3 separate regions of the Zea mays genome follow, and regions 1 and 2 are each linked to region 3. The links are chromatin contacts, called in public Hi-C maps. All regions are on one chromosome and are shown on one strand. Each heading gives the region's core, a stretch centred on a gene start, on an enhancer-like site or on the middle of the called end of the contact. The rest is flanking DNA. Distances are from core to core; before and after follow the strand shown.

Region 1 (4,477 bases), core at 831-3,330, 150 kb after region 3:
GGTACGCCTGGTTCCCAAGGATGGTGGACGCGATCGCCGAACCGATCGGGAAGTCCTTGGCCGTCTGCTGCACCGACACGGACGCGCCCACCACGCGGGCGCCCTGCGGGTCGGCCACGTGGATGGTCGCCACGCGCTTCCTCCTCTGCTCGATCGATCGGGTATACATATATAAACAAGAGATGAAGAAGATTAGTACTGTACTGTACTACTTTAGTCGCATCGTCGAACGCGTTCCTCTTCTCCGGCCTCGTTCGTTACCTTCCGGATGGTATCCTGCTGGTGCATCGCCCACTGGTCCGTGGTGAACGGCTGCAGCGACCCGCTCGCCACGGTGATCTTCATGGGCGTCTTGTCAGCATTCTGCAGGGCGCGCGCATGAACAATATATAATGAAAACCTCAATTTGCCAATTCAGCCAGCGCATGCATCCGATGCGTGCTTGCGCGCGTACCTGAAAGAAGATGACCGAGGTCTGCGTCGGCCAGTCCAGGACGAATCCGCCCTTGACGAAGGCCCAGCAGTCGCTCCTGGCAACGACCGTGGCGATGCACCTGGCGCCGGTGTTGTCCGGCGCCAGCCTCGCGGTGATCAGAGCCGAGTACGCGCCTTCCAGCTTCACCCAGCCTGATGCATGCGTGTGACAGGGATCGAGAATTATTGAAGCTCACATGCACGAGCGTAGTAGTACTAGTAGTCGGCCTCACATGTGTATGTACTACATGACTGCAAAAAGGGTAGGAGAGCTCACATGAGAAGGTGTACATGGTGGTCTTGTTGAGGTTGTACACCACGAACGCCGGGGAGAAGACGCCGGTCTCCGTCGTGCGGTATCCGTCCGGGTCTCCGCCGCTGCTGCCGAACTTGAGAATGCCTCCGTTGTACAGCGCCGGCTCCGGCTGGCCCCTGCACTGGACGCCACGCAAATAAACCTGGAGTTAGCGCACGCCGCGCTCTACTCTGTTGTTCATGTTCTGCGCCGCGCATAGTTTATTTTATTCTATCAAAGCTCAAGCGTATGATAGGTGTGGACGTGACAGCGACAGATGACACGCGCGCGACGCGAAGGCTCACTGTTGCTTGCGCTGCGTTAGTTGGTCACTTGGTCGGCCCAGAACCGCATGTTAGCCGCGCGCGTGCAGGGCTTGATAAATTAAAGAGGGACATGATGATCACGATGCTTGCAACCATTCCAGATGGAGCTTAGAATACTATCGAGAAGACGAGAAGTGTAGTAGTATAGTACTTGTCACTTGCTCGCTCCGTGTGATAATGTCTATTGGCTGCTAGCATCTCTGGTAGTGTGGTAGGTACTGTACTGGTGGGGGCGCTGAGGTGTCCCAGCGCACGCATGGGAACAAAACTGGAGTGGCCGGCCGGACGGACCGGAGAGAGTGAGGGAGGATCATGTGCATTGTGGATTTGTGGCCTTGTGGGGAAGAGGAAGCATTTGTTTTGTGGTCCCAACAATGGCGGCTTTGAGCTTCGCCATCTTCCCCGGCTCTCTCTGCTGCCGACCGCATTGGTTATTTAGTGGTCACCCGGGTGAAATGGTGTGTTTGATAAAGATGCAAGAACCATCAGAGATACACGCATATAGTTTGAACGGTTAATAATGAACGAAACGAACTTGCATTTGCTGCTGGGTGTTACTCATGCATGACGTGTGCAGATAAAAGCTTGGCGATTCTGGAAGAAAAAAGAATGCTTCATTCGGTGCATGGAGACTTACGTCGGTGTAGGCGGAGTAATCGTACCAGCCATCTGCATGTCACCAGGAAGCTCAAACGATGGATATGATAACTCGCAGGAAAAAAAACGAAGTACGAGAGAGAGGTAGAAAGGGGGAGTGCGACTGTGCGAGCCACTGACCTGGAGGCACCGCCGCGGCGAGCTCGCTTCCGCAATGCAGCATCCACAGGACGAGAAACCCCAGGCCACGCAGAGCGAAGCGATGCATCTTCATCGCCGCAGCGCAGCTAGCTAGACGAGAGAGCGCTCAGCCGGGCTTCTTCCTCTGTTCAAGTTCCTCACTGCAGTGTCGGCTGTGCGTGCACAAGGGTATGGAGGAGAATCGAGCAGTTAGCAATGAGGATGGAGAGTGCTACACCTACACGCGGGTCGTGATCAGAGCAAGGGGAGCTGTGCATCGCTATATATAGCCGGTGGTCACATGGCAGTTGGCACCACCCGTTTCCGCACTTGATCAGAGAGCGCCGGCCTTCTCGCACTTGGCAAGCTACCACTGGCCCTGGCCGGCGGAGTCACGGGCCGGCCGCTGTGGGTGCTGCCCACCACGTATATTCACGTACACCTGGTCCTCGGGAGTCTGCTGCTGCCGCCGCAAGTAATAACCCGCTGTTCGCTTATGGCTAGTTTGGAGGGACTAAAATCCCCTACTTACTCAATTTTGAATAAATTATGGATTTTAGCTCCTTCAATTCCTTTCGGTATTTGGACTCCTAAATTAGCCAGCGTAGCGGGCTGGTCACTGGTGGCCGTCTTCTGCTGGTGCTCCTGCACCGGGCCTAGCCAACAGTACTAGCGCCTGTTCCCCCGGCCGGTTCACTTCACATGCGAGCGGCAGAGCGGTAGGCAGTAGGCACGGGGTGGTGAAGAAGGTAAGATCATATCAGGGTCCTGTGAGTACCCGTCGCCTTATTCCGTGGTCTCGTGTGGGTCCGCCGCCCCGCGTCACGCCATGGGAACTGTACCGCGGACCTCGAAGTTTCTTCTGTTGTTTTCTCCCTGGCATTGAACCGGCGGGCGCAGATGGGTCGGCGGTGTACGTGGTAAAGCCCAAGGGGTGGTAGTCACGTACGATATCCTGTCACCAATTCACGTGTCGCTGGGGGCGCCGTGTCCCGTAGAGAGCTAGTGTGAATGTAGTGATGCTCGGCATGCCGGCAAGTGCTTGAGGCCGTTGTTCTGCATGGCTTGCTTGAGGCCGTTCACCAACGAGGATAATCACACATTCCGCGAATGAAGCGGTGCAAAAGTCGGTCGATCAGTGGCTGGCGATGTCACGAGTTCCCTTTTCGATCCTCTCGCTTGCCCCGTACTCGTGCGGCTAGTAAATAGTTGTGCATGAACACCCGGTGTTCATATTTTAGTAGTACATAGGTTAGCGGCAGTAGTGTGTAGTAGCTGGGTGCTACACGGCCTACCGCATTGTGAAAACATAACGTAGGTTACGTGCATCGCTTGGTACGTTTTACTAATTTGCCAAAAGCAGCCCACTTGTATAAAACTGAATACAGCATTGTATTGTACTTAATTCGGCTACAACCTACCGCTGCCTTTCGCGTATCGATAAATCTTCTTATTATTATTATCTTCGTCGGCTTTCTTCACCAAACAAACGAAAAGGGGGGGAGAGTTTAAGCCCATCTTTTCCACAGGGGAATCATCGGTCCAAAGGCACCGCACGCCGCAGCGGTTGGAATTATTGTCTGCCTTTCGGAAGTGGGTTTCCAAAGCCGCGCGCTTGCCGGCCAGAAAAAGGGATCCCCTTTGCGAACACGGGCCATGCAATGCATGCGGCCATGCGGTTGCTAGAACATCCGGTGCTTTGCCTTGCCCCCAAAATACACACGGACAGTGGGGGGCACTCGCGGAGTATCTTTATTTTTGTTCCGTAGAGCCGACTAGCCGTGTACACGCGGCTACAGGCTGCACAAAATACGCGGAGTGGGGCGCTCGCACGCGCGCTAATCCTACCACGTTCGTTCACAAAAGTATTCAATTGTAGGCGCCACCACCACAGGGTCTCGGAGGAGAAAGAGCGCATGCGCATCGATGCTAGGGTGAAAATGGACAGATATGGACGGATAGTATCCTGTATCATATCCTAATGTATTTAAAACGGGTTTGAGATCGGATATGCATAGTTAGAAACAGGACGAGTATGGATATATGGATCGGATATTTATCTGAGCGGAAAAGTGACGGATACGAATATTATTTGATCGGATATCAGATACTTGTCGGATAATGCATTAATTGGTTATCATAAAATATTATTGTTCGACTATGAAATTACAAGTAAATTATCAAGACTAATAAACATTTTATAGAATATAATCTCAAATTCCCACGTAAAATGGTAAAGTGAAGTATTAATTATGTTAAAACTTAGATACTTAGAAAATCATTAAAATACAATTAAATTCATAAAAATATTGTAGTGTCGATCGAAAATTGCAACTAAGTTACCAATATTAATAAATAGTTTATAAAAAGATAATCTTAAGTTCTCACATGGAGATAACCTTAAGTCCCATATGAAAATGCCAAAAGTCTATTATTTTAATATAAATTTAGACATTATTTCAATTATTTTGGTCTAAAAATATGTTTAAACAAAAATGTGATGTACTACAAAGTTATAGATCTCTTCTAGCTCTATAATCTTCATATAAACTTTATCTTTATCCGGTTTCATATGTAAAAGTTATAATTCTATAACTATATTATG
Region 2 (4,208 bases), core at 155-2,654, 150 kb before region 3:
AAACAAAGTAGCTCGATGGTTTTTTGTTTATCTGCCCAGCCCAGTACTGCTCATGGTTCTTATTTTCTTCTCTCTAACAGAAATAAAAAATAATAATTGCGCAGGCTGTTCAGACTTTGATGTGCGCTTTTCGACATAAACAATTTCAACCGTTGAAGCATAAACAATTTCAAGTGAAGTTGACCAGCCCGGTATAGTCCGCGCTGCAGGAAGAGGAAATACCGAAATACTAAGCTTGATCCTGTGTTGAAATGGACCCCCATGGTCCGTTTGGATTCAGATTTGTCAGTCACGCCATTCTCAATCGATTCCGATCAATATTGAGCCTACCCGAACAATCATTCTTTAAATCGGCCTAAGGGCCTGTTCGTTTCCATAGGATTGCACCCAGAATTATTCCTGTTGATCAAAACTTATACAAATTAAAGAAGCAATCCGGGCCGGAACAGTTCCGGCCTTCTATTCCCTGTCAACCGACTTTCAGGTGTAATGGGGCGTGCGTGTTTGAAGCCAGCCGTTCGACGCCAAACTGAATGAGGCATACTGTAAGTGATAACCCTTCAACTTTGTACTGCCGTGTCAATTCGGCTACTGAAGAAGCTCCAATTCTGAAATTTTACCTTTGCATTAATCATTGTCTCTCCTTGATTGAGTGGACAGCGCACGGTTAGTTGAACACTATACACGCACTGGACTGGATCCAGATCGTCCGTCCGATCGTGCAGAGCAGAGGTCGGTACAAAGTGGGCACGATCTCCACAACCCATCACGCGGTCCTGCCTGCATGCCGAGAACTGTCGAGTGCCACTGCCACTGCCACCTGCTTCGATGGCACGCGCGGCAGCTGGGGGTCCCGGCTCGAACGATCGGGAGCAAGCAACATGGCGTGGTGGTTTTGGTCCGCTTCTGGCCTGGCGATCAAGCTTCCCTCTTCAGTTTGTTACCAAGTTGCAACAGCCAGTTCACGGCTAGATGGCGTTGGAACTGAACAGATGCCAAGTATATAAAATCTCACCGAGTTCAGTCTGAAAATGGCGACCGGTCACTCGCTCTCTGTCTGTCAAGAATTCCGCACATCAACTTTTGAGCAAGGCCAGATCGACAATGGTGGCTGCGCAGTGACGACGAGCAGAGACCACATGCCGCCGCGCGCGCTACGTACGGCGGTGAGTGTGGACAATTAACGGCGAGTACGAGGATAGCTGGAGGATGAGTAGGCTTGAAGGAAACGCTGATCGCACGGCACGCGGCCATATTACCTGGCGATCCATCTACAAAGACGGCGCTCAGTTTAGCTGCCCATGGTCGCCTTTCAATGTAGTTTCACTGAAACATGAGCCGATCGAGCTGCGCCGTCAGACCTCGGGCGCCTATTTATGGGACGCCTCCCTGCGCTTCCATTCCAGCTCTCACCCATCCACGTCTTCTCATTCCTCGACAATGGAGATCCAGGCACGACAGCTACTGGTGTCTGTTTTTGGCATTCTGATAGCGATAGGTTTCGCCAATGCCGCGCTGGGAGAGACAGCACCGCCGGTTGTTGTCGGCTTGGCCAAGTGCTCGGACTGCGCCAGGAGGAACATGAACGCCGAGGCAGCTTTCAGAGGTACTAGGTTGTGTCATGATATAGCATTACTAAAAACAGTCTGGCCGGCTAGTGAATGCATGACTTGTCTGTCGTTTACTTTCCACCAGGTCTTCAGGTGGCCATCAAGTGCAAGAACAGCAAGGGGGCCTACGAGAGCGCAGCCGTGGGACAGGTGAACAAGTCCGGGGCCTTCAGCGTCCCGCTGGCCGCCGACGCCGTCGGCGAGGACGGGGAGCTCAAGTCGGAATGCTTCGCGCAGCTCATCCACAGCGCGTCGAGTGCGCCGTGCCCCGGGCAGGAGCCCTCCAGGATCGTCGCCGCGCCACCCGGCCACACGGCCCACACCAACGGCAACGGGAAGACGTTCCTCGCGCTCGGCGGCAGGGTCTACCAACCGTCGCCCGAGTGCGCCTCGGCGTTCCTCTGCCACCCTTTCTTCCACAGCATGCACCACCATCACGTAGGAGTCCACACGCCTGTGGTTATCCCGCACCTGCCCGTTCACGGCCACTCCGTGCCGCCTGTCACCAAGCCGCCGCCGGTAGACGTTCCTGAGCACAAACCGGCGCCGGTGCCCGTGCCGGACCACAAGCCTCCGTCGACGCCGCCGGTAGACGCTCCTGAGCACAAACCGGCGCCGGTGCCCGAGCCGGAGCACAAGCCTCCGTCGACGCCGGCGAACGCTGCACCGTCGACGCCCACGGAGCCGTCAGCGCCGGTTAATTCGCCGCCGAAGCCAGCCCCCATCTACCACCCACCGGCAAGGCACGACGCTGCCACTGGCCCGTAGCTCTTCAAGAGGCTGCTCCCGTTCTTCAAGAAGTTGCCCTTCTTTCCTCCTTCTGCGATGGAGAGTCAGCACTAGAATGTTTGGACAGTGTTTCTTGGCTTTTGCAGGTTATGCAGTTTCCTCGGAATAATTTGTGACGTTGATTAGTTCAGCATGAACGTTGGGTCAGTTTAAGAGTGTGTGTTCTACTTCCATCTAATGGAGGCAATTTCATGTCAACTGTTTTATCTAGCACGTGTTGGAGCCGATGTAGACGCCAAACATCGGGAGATGAACTGGCGGTACTCTTTGCGGAGACGCGAACGGTCCGTGGTACAGGACCGGACGGTCCGCGACCTGTACGCGGGAGCGCCTCCTCTGCGTACGTCCGGACGGTCCGTGTCTGGGACTCGGACGGTCCGTGATAGCATAGAGGATTGTATTCTTCACAACAGACCTAGAAGCCTCCCAGTAGGGATCCAGTAGGAGAGATCTTAGAGTGTGTCTTAGAGTCGGCACACTACCCAAGACGCCTCTAGTCAACATAGAGTCGAATGTGGGTGAAGATTTGAAGCAGAGAAAAGCTAAACTAAGGCTACTCCTAATGCATAAGGTAAAAACGATAAGTAGAATTGATTGGATCGATTACGAGGGCTCAATCGACCGTGGCCCTTCATCTATATAAAGGGAGGAGGCCTGGACCCGTTAGAGCATCTCCAACAATGCCTCAAATTAGTGTCTCAATTTGAAATATAGGGCTCTACGCAGGAAAAACTGCTCCAACAGTGCCTCATTTCATAAAATTTGGTCAAAAAACTATAGGACACCCTCTAAAGTGACTCAAATATACTACACCATAGTGGGCTGCCCTATAATCTAGATTTGATGGTTTACTGTTGGAGCGGGGTGTTTTGTTGGTGCCCTAAATTCTATAAAATATACTCATCTTTAAATTATAGGGCATTTTTATAGGTCACGTTGTTGGAGATGCTCTTACATGTCGTTCCCGAGTTAATTCTGCAGGTTTTGCTAAAAATCCTGCTAGAAATCGGGAACCATAACGAGGACCGTCCACGTCGCCACCATGGACGGTCTGGACCGCAAACCATTCAGTAGGGCATTTTCAGTGCTCAACACATGTCCACCTTCCTTTTGGTGGAGGTTGATGAACTAAAAGCATATGCAATGCCACACTCCTTCGAGAAACAATAGATCTTACAAGTGATCTTGTTCCTGGAGTAACAACTAATCATGATGCAAGTCACCGGCTTTTCAATCCATTATGGTGATCATTCAATAGAGTTCTATTACATAAAGGCCGTTTTGGATTGCATCTTTCTCGGTCATGACCATTTGATCAATAGGTCAAAAGGTATAGAATGGAGGTGCTCTCATCCTGAATAGGAAAAGGGACTATACATGTAGCATGGGTTCATCACCGTACCATTCTATATTTAAACAGGACAATAATATTACCTACATGTTAATAACTCTATTGTATAATGTAGCAATAGATAACTAGTTTGTTTGATCCGGGTTTATTAGATTAGCTATTCTAATATAATTAATATAATATTCTGATCCTATAATTAGAATCAGACTAAAGTATAATATCTAGTCAAGTAATAATTTAGATTAAATATTGAATTAGTTATTTCTTTAGATTATCTTTCTCACACGGTTCATAAAATCAACACAATACCTAGTTTTGATTACTTCATCACGTAGGTCTTCTGAAAACCATATCTTTTTAATCATAACCAGGATTTTAATAATTCTCAAACCTACGATCTCATAGCAGCGCGTAGAATATTTCTACGCAGTTTGTTCTCATGTTTGGTGTAATATTAT
Region 3 (3,965 bases), core at 394-2,893:
TAAATGACTCATAAAAACACTAAAATGACCTTTAACATTCTCCTGCTATTAGTACAATTAAACTAAATGAGGGGCAAATGTGGAATTAATATGGTTTAGTCCATTTTAGCCTCCTATTTTAGTACTACCGTTTGACAATTTAGAAACTAAATAAGATTAAAATGAAGGGACTAATCTTTAGTCGATCAAACCAAACATGACCTTAAACCCTAATACATCTCAACCGATATGGAGTGAGGTTAATAAGGGCTTGTTCGGTTATTTTCAATCCATATGGATTGGAGGGGATTGATACGGATTGGAGGGGATTTTGATTTGTTAGGGATTGAAACCCCCTCAATCCCCCTCAATCCATATGGACTGGGGTAGAACCGAACAAGCCCTAATAGAGTACACAAATAAAGCCTTAGTGGTGTGGACTGTCTGTGTGATGTCTCAGCCTCTGGTCTCAAGCTATCCAATTTGCCATCCGGAATAGGCATTCAGCCACCTCAATAATTTGGTGCCATTTCAGGTAAACACTAACCTTTGGAGCTTGTATGACAAGGGAAACCTCCATTTTGGGAAAGAATTTACCTGGTGGTGCTCGGGCAGAATGTGATGGCGTAGCTGATGCCGGTGGCGCACGTGAAGGTGGAGGTAGAGTCGTCGTAGGCGTAGCTGTAGGCGCGCGGGCAAGCGTTCTTGAAGAACTGCGAGTAGGTTGACGGGCGGCACGTGTTGGGGTTTCCGTAGGCGCCACTGCAGCAGTACTGCGGCGACCCGAACGCCTCGCACGCGCTGCGGCACGCCACAGCCCCTCCGGCGCCGGACGCGGACGCCGACGCCGACGCAGCCATTACCCTCAGATCAGCTGGGCACGCGCCGTTGAGATCCACGAGGCAGCCGGTGGCCATGCACTTGCTCGAGCCGCCCGCGGACCCGTTGCTGCTGCTGCTGCTGCCACCACCGCCCGCGCCCTGCGCGGGGACGATGAGCATCGGGACGTTGTAGCCGTCCACAAGGCTGACGTCGAAGAAGTCCAGGCCGCCGGATCCGCCGAGCGTGAACTCCGCCAGCGTGGCGGGCGGGGCGGCGCCGCCGCCGTTGCACTGGACGGCTCCCGAGCCGCAGTCGCCCGTGGCGCAGGAGAACCTGCCGGTGGCGGCGTCCGCGGCGCAGAGCGTGCGCGCCCACACGCGGCCCGACCAGCCCGCGGGCGCGTCCACCGCCGCCGACGCGCCGTGCGCCAGCGCGAACCCCGTCGTGGGCAGCGGCGCCGTGCCGGCGCCCGACAGCAGCCCCGGCCACACCGTGTAGCCGCAGTTGTTGGTCATGGTGAACGTCGCCGCCCGCGCAGCTGCAAGGCAAGCGCGCGCGCCGGCCGCACGGAGGGTCAGCGCGGGGTCACGGAACAGCAGCGCGCACTGCTTGAATGCGAAAGGGCGGGGACAGAGCGGAGCAGAGCAGAGCAGAGATCACGAACTCACCTGGAAGCAGGAGGAGCAGAGCAAGGGAGCAGAGAGCGGCATGAGCAGCTGGGCACCGCGCCATTTCGATCTGGGTAGGTAATGTGGCAGACACACACACACACAGGGCCTTGGCTCACTCTGCCGACTTCCGTTGGTGATGGTCGGCCGCAACGGGAGGGATGAGAGGCGGACGACTGATCTTTGACGTCCGCTTGACTTTATATAGGAGGAGTCCAGGCTCTCAGCGCAGCCCAAGGGACGAGGACGACCGACCCCCCAAGGAGAGGGGAGGGGAGGACCGTCGGTCACTTGGGCCCTGAGGTCAGCCTCCCAGCCAAAGTCGGCACCGAGTCCAGCTCCCCTCGCCGACTTCCTTTTTTGTCCGCGCGTGGGGCTGCTATACGCTACCAATAACCGGTCCCACCACGCCTTGCTCCGGGCTCCGTGCGCGGCGTCGCGGTGATATCAGCTCCCAAAAATATCTCGACGCCCGTGAGCGACCGATCGGAGCTGGCTGGTATTTTGACCTCCTCGTCCGGTAGTCCATTTTATAGAGATGATCGTCGACGACGGGAAATGATGTGTGGAGCGGAGGTGATCGACGCGGGAAGAAACGGGGAAGCTGAGCAGAGCAGGAAAGGAAAAAAAAGGCCCGCGCCGGCCGGAAGCTGTGCCCGTGCGGGTTTCGGTTACGTGGTGTGCTCGTTTCGGTTTCACCTCACCGATCTGGAATTTTGAGATTTTCCATCGTCCACGGGAAATCTTCCCTAGCGGAAAAGGAGCTGGAAAAAATAACAGAGGTGGAGTGGAGTGAGTATTCGTGTTTGGTATAAGGTTTCACGCCTGGAATAATCAAGGACGGCTCGGGCCATTAGATTCGACAACGACAGCGACAGCGACGGCTACCAGCTTCAGTGCCCGACGCTAACATGTTGTTGGCAAGCGAGCGAGCGAGCGAGCACATGCCCAGGAATCATCGCCCGCCCGTTTCATGAGGAGGGAGGAGGGGACTGGGGGAGCACAGCTGCCTAGTGCTACAAGAGCTGAGCAGAACCAACAAGACAAGCAGTTAGTTCGCCTTCCCACATGGGCTGATGGGCGCACGGGATCTCAATCATTCTCAAGCACGAGGCACGTATTGCCGCGGCAGCACAGCGCGACAGAGGCGTCAAACGGTACGGGTTTGCAGGCACGACAAAAATGTGAGTATTTGGGATAGACGGGTTATGGCATTCGCACATCTTTTACTAGTTGTTTCTAAGTTCTTTCCCACGATTTTTGGCCCACAGACCCCACAGGTGTGCGGTATTTTCTCCACCCGAAAACACATGCCCACGTGGCTCCAGCCAAGACTGATAACACATCCGATGCACCCGCGGCCCCGCGCACATGTTTTGTTTTCACCGAACGGGAGAAAGGTTCAGATGATGCTGGTCCTATCGGATTTCAAGAATCCAATAGAAAAAAGGTATTATTGGAACAATTCAACCCAAATAAAACAGATTCAAGCGTTCTAATAACACACAGTTTTTTTGGAATGGATAAACAATATAACATGGGTTGCTGGAGTCTAGTAATAATCATTATCAACACTCAAACATAAGCATCCCTATATAGCCTCCATCGGCCATATGGAACAATTCCCTCCGTCCTAAAATAAACATACATATCATTTTTAGAGCAAGAAAGTTTTTTTTTTTAAAAAATAAAATTAAGCAAATATAATTTAAAACAATATCAGTGTCCATAATGACTAATAAGTGTTATTACATTTGAGAAGAAAATATTTTTATAATAAATTTATTAGATATATAAATATCAAGATTGTTTTCTATTGTCTTAGTTATATTCAAACCTTAAGAAGTATGGCATACATTCTTTATTTATGGACGGAGTGTGCATGTATTGCAGACTTTTAGTTCGGTCCCATCATATAATAACCCCCAGTTTATCCATTTATTGCTCCTCTGTCATCGCCACCGTCATGAATCCTATTGCTCTTGGGCCAATGTTCAACAACTCTGCATTTATATTGTATCATATTACCACATCGGTTCTCAAATATTTGTCGATCGCTAGTTCATTTTTAAGTAAAACATGAAAAATAAAAAAGAATGGAGAGAGTACTATATTTGCTAAGTTGGTAGCTTATTTAAATACACGATGATGAATATAGACACATATATATATATATATATATATATATATAAAACAAGTACATTAATTATTGTATGAGTCAGCTAAAAGTATAAAACAAATTTTATTTTGGGTGGGATAGAGTAGGATATAGCATCGGAGGTGGGACCCTTCGGGATGCCCAGAAGACAGAAAATACGCGTGCACGTAAACTTTTGATGGAGATGGATGTGCTCTTTTTTAACGATGACGAAAAAGGGAGGCCACAGTTGTGACCATTTTAGACGCAGACATTTCTTAGTCTGACTCACACGTCTTCTCCAACTCGTTGGGTAGGACTAATCGTGGATCTAGAGATGGGCTCATGTAATCCGTGAT

The links. A called contact is a pair of places that touch in the nucleus more often than the background predicts.
Region 1: a contact with region 3 is called in a Hi-C map of bundle sheath, with 2.2 times the contacts expected there. The contact joins the promoter of LOC100272986 here to the promoter of LOC100193461 in region 3. A contact is called at or near these places in 6 of 25 Hi-C or Micro-C datasets (bundle sheath, ear, endosperm and 3 more).
Region 2: a Hi-C map of tassel shows a contact between it and region 3, with 2.7 times the contacts expected there. The contact joins the promoter of LOC100283196 here to the promoter of LOC100193461 in region 3. A contact is called at or near these places in 6 of 25 Hi-C or Micro-C datasets (bundle sheath, ear, leaf and 2 more).

Annotation. Positions count from the first base shown.
Region 1 is chr1:33,110,556-33,115,032 of Zm-B73-REFERENCE-NAM-5.0, reverse strand. LOC100272986 (putative glycosyl hydrolase family 10 protein) reads right to left here and starts at 2,080. Exons shown (of 6, transcript NM_001147437.1): 1 at 1,873-2,080; 2 at 1,733-1,764; 3 at 752-911; 4 at 455-627; 5 at 262-363; 6 at 1-145. The coding sequence starts at 1,966.
Region 2 is chr1:33,404,496-33,408,703 of Zm-B73-REFERENCE-NAM-5.0, reverse strand. It overlaps LOC100283196, which reads left to right and starts at 1,404. Exons shown (of 2, transcript NM_001156098.2): 1 at 1,404-1,606; 2 at 1,696-2,604. The coding sequence starts at 1,441. The coding sequence ends at 2,378.
Region 3 is chr1:33,256,244-33,260,208 of Zm-B73-REFERENCE-NAM-5.0, reverse strand. It overlaps LOC100193461 (putative thaumatin domain family protein), which reads right to left and starts at 1,643. Exons shown (of 3, transcript NM_001399093.1): 1 at 1,470-1,643; 2 at 577-1,339. The coding sequence starts at 1,533.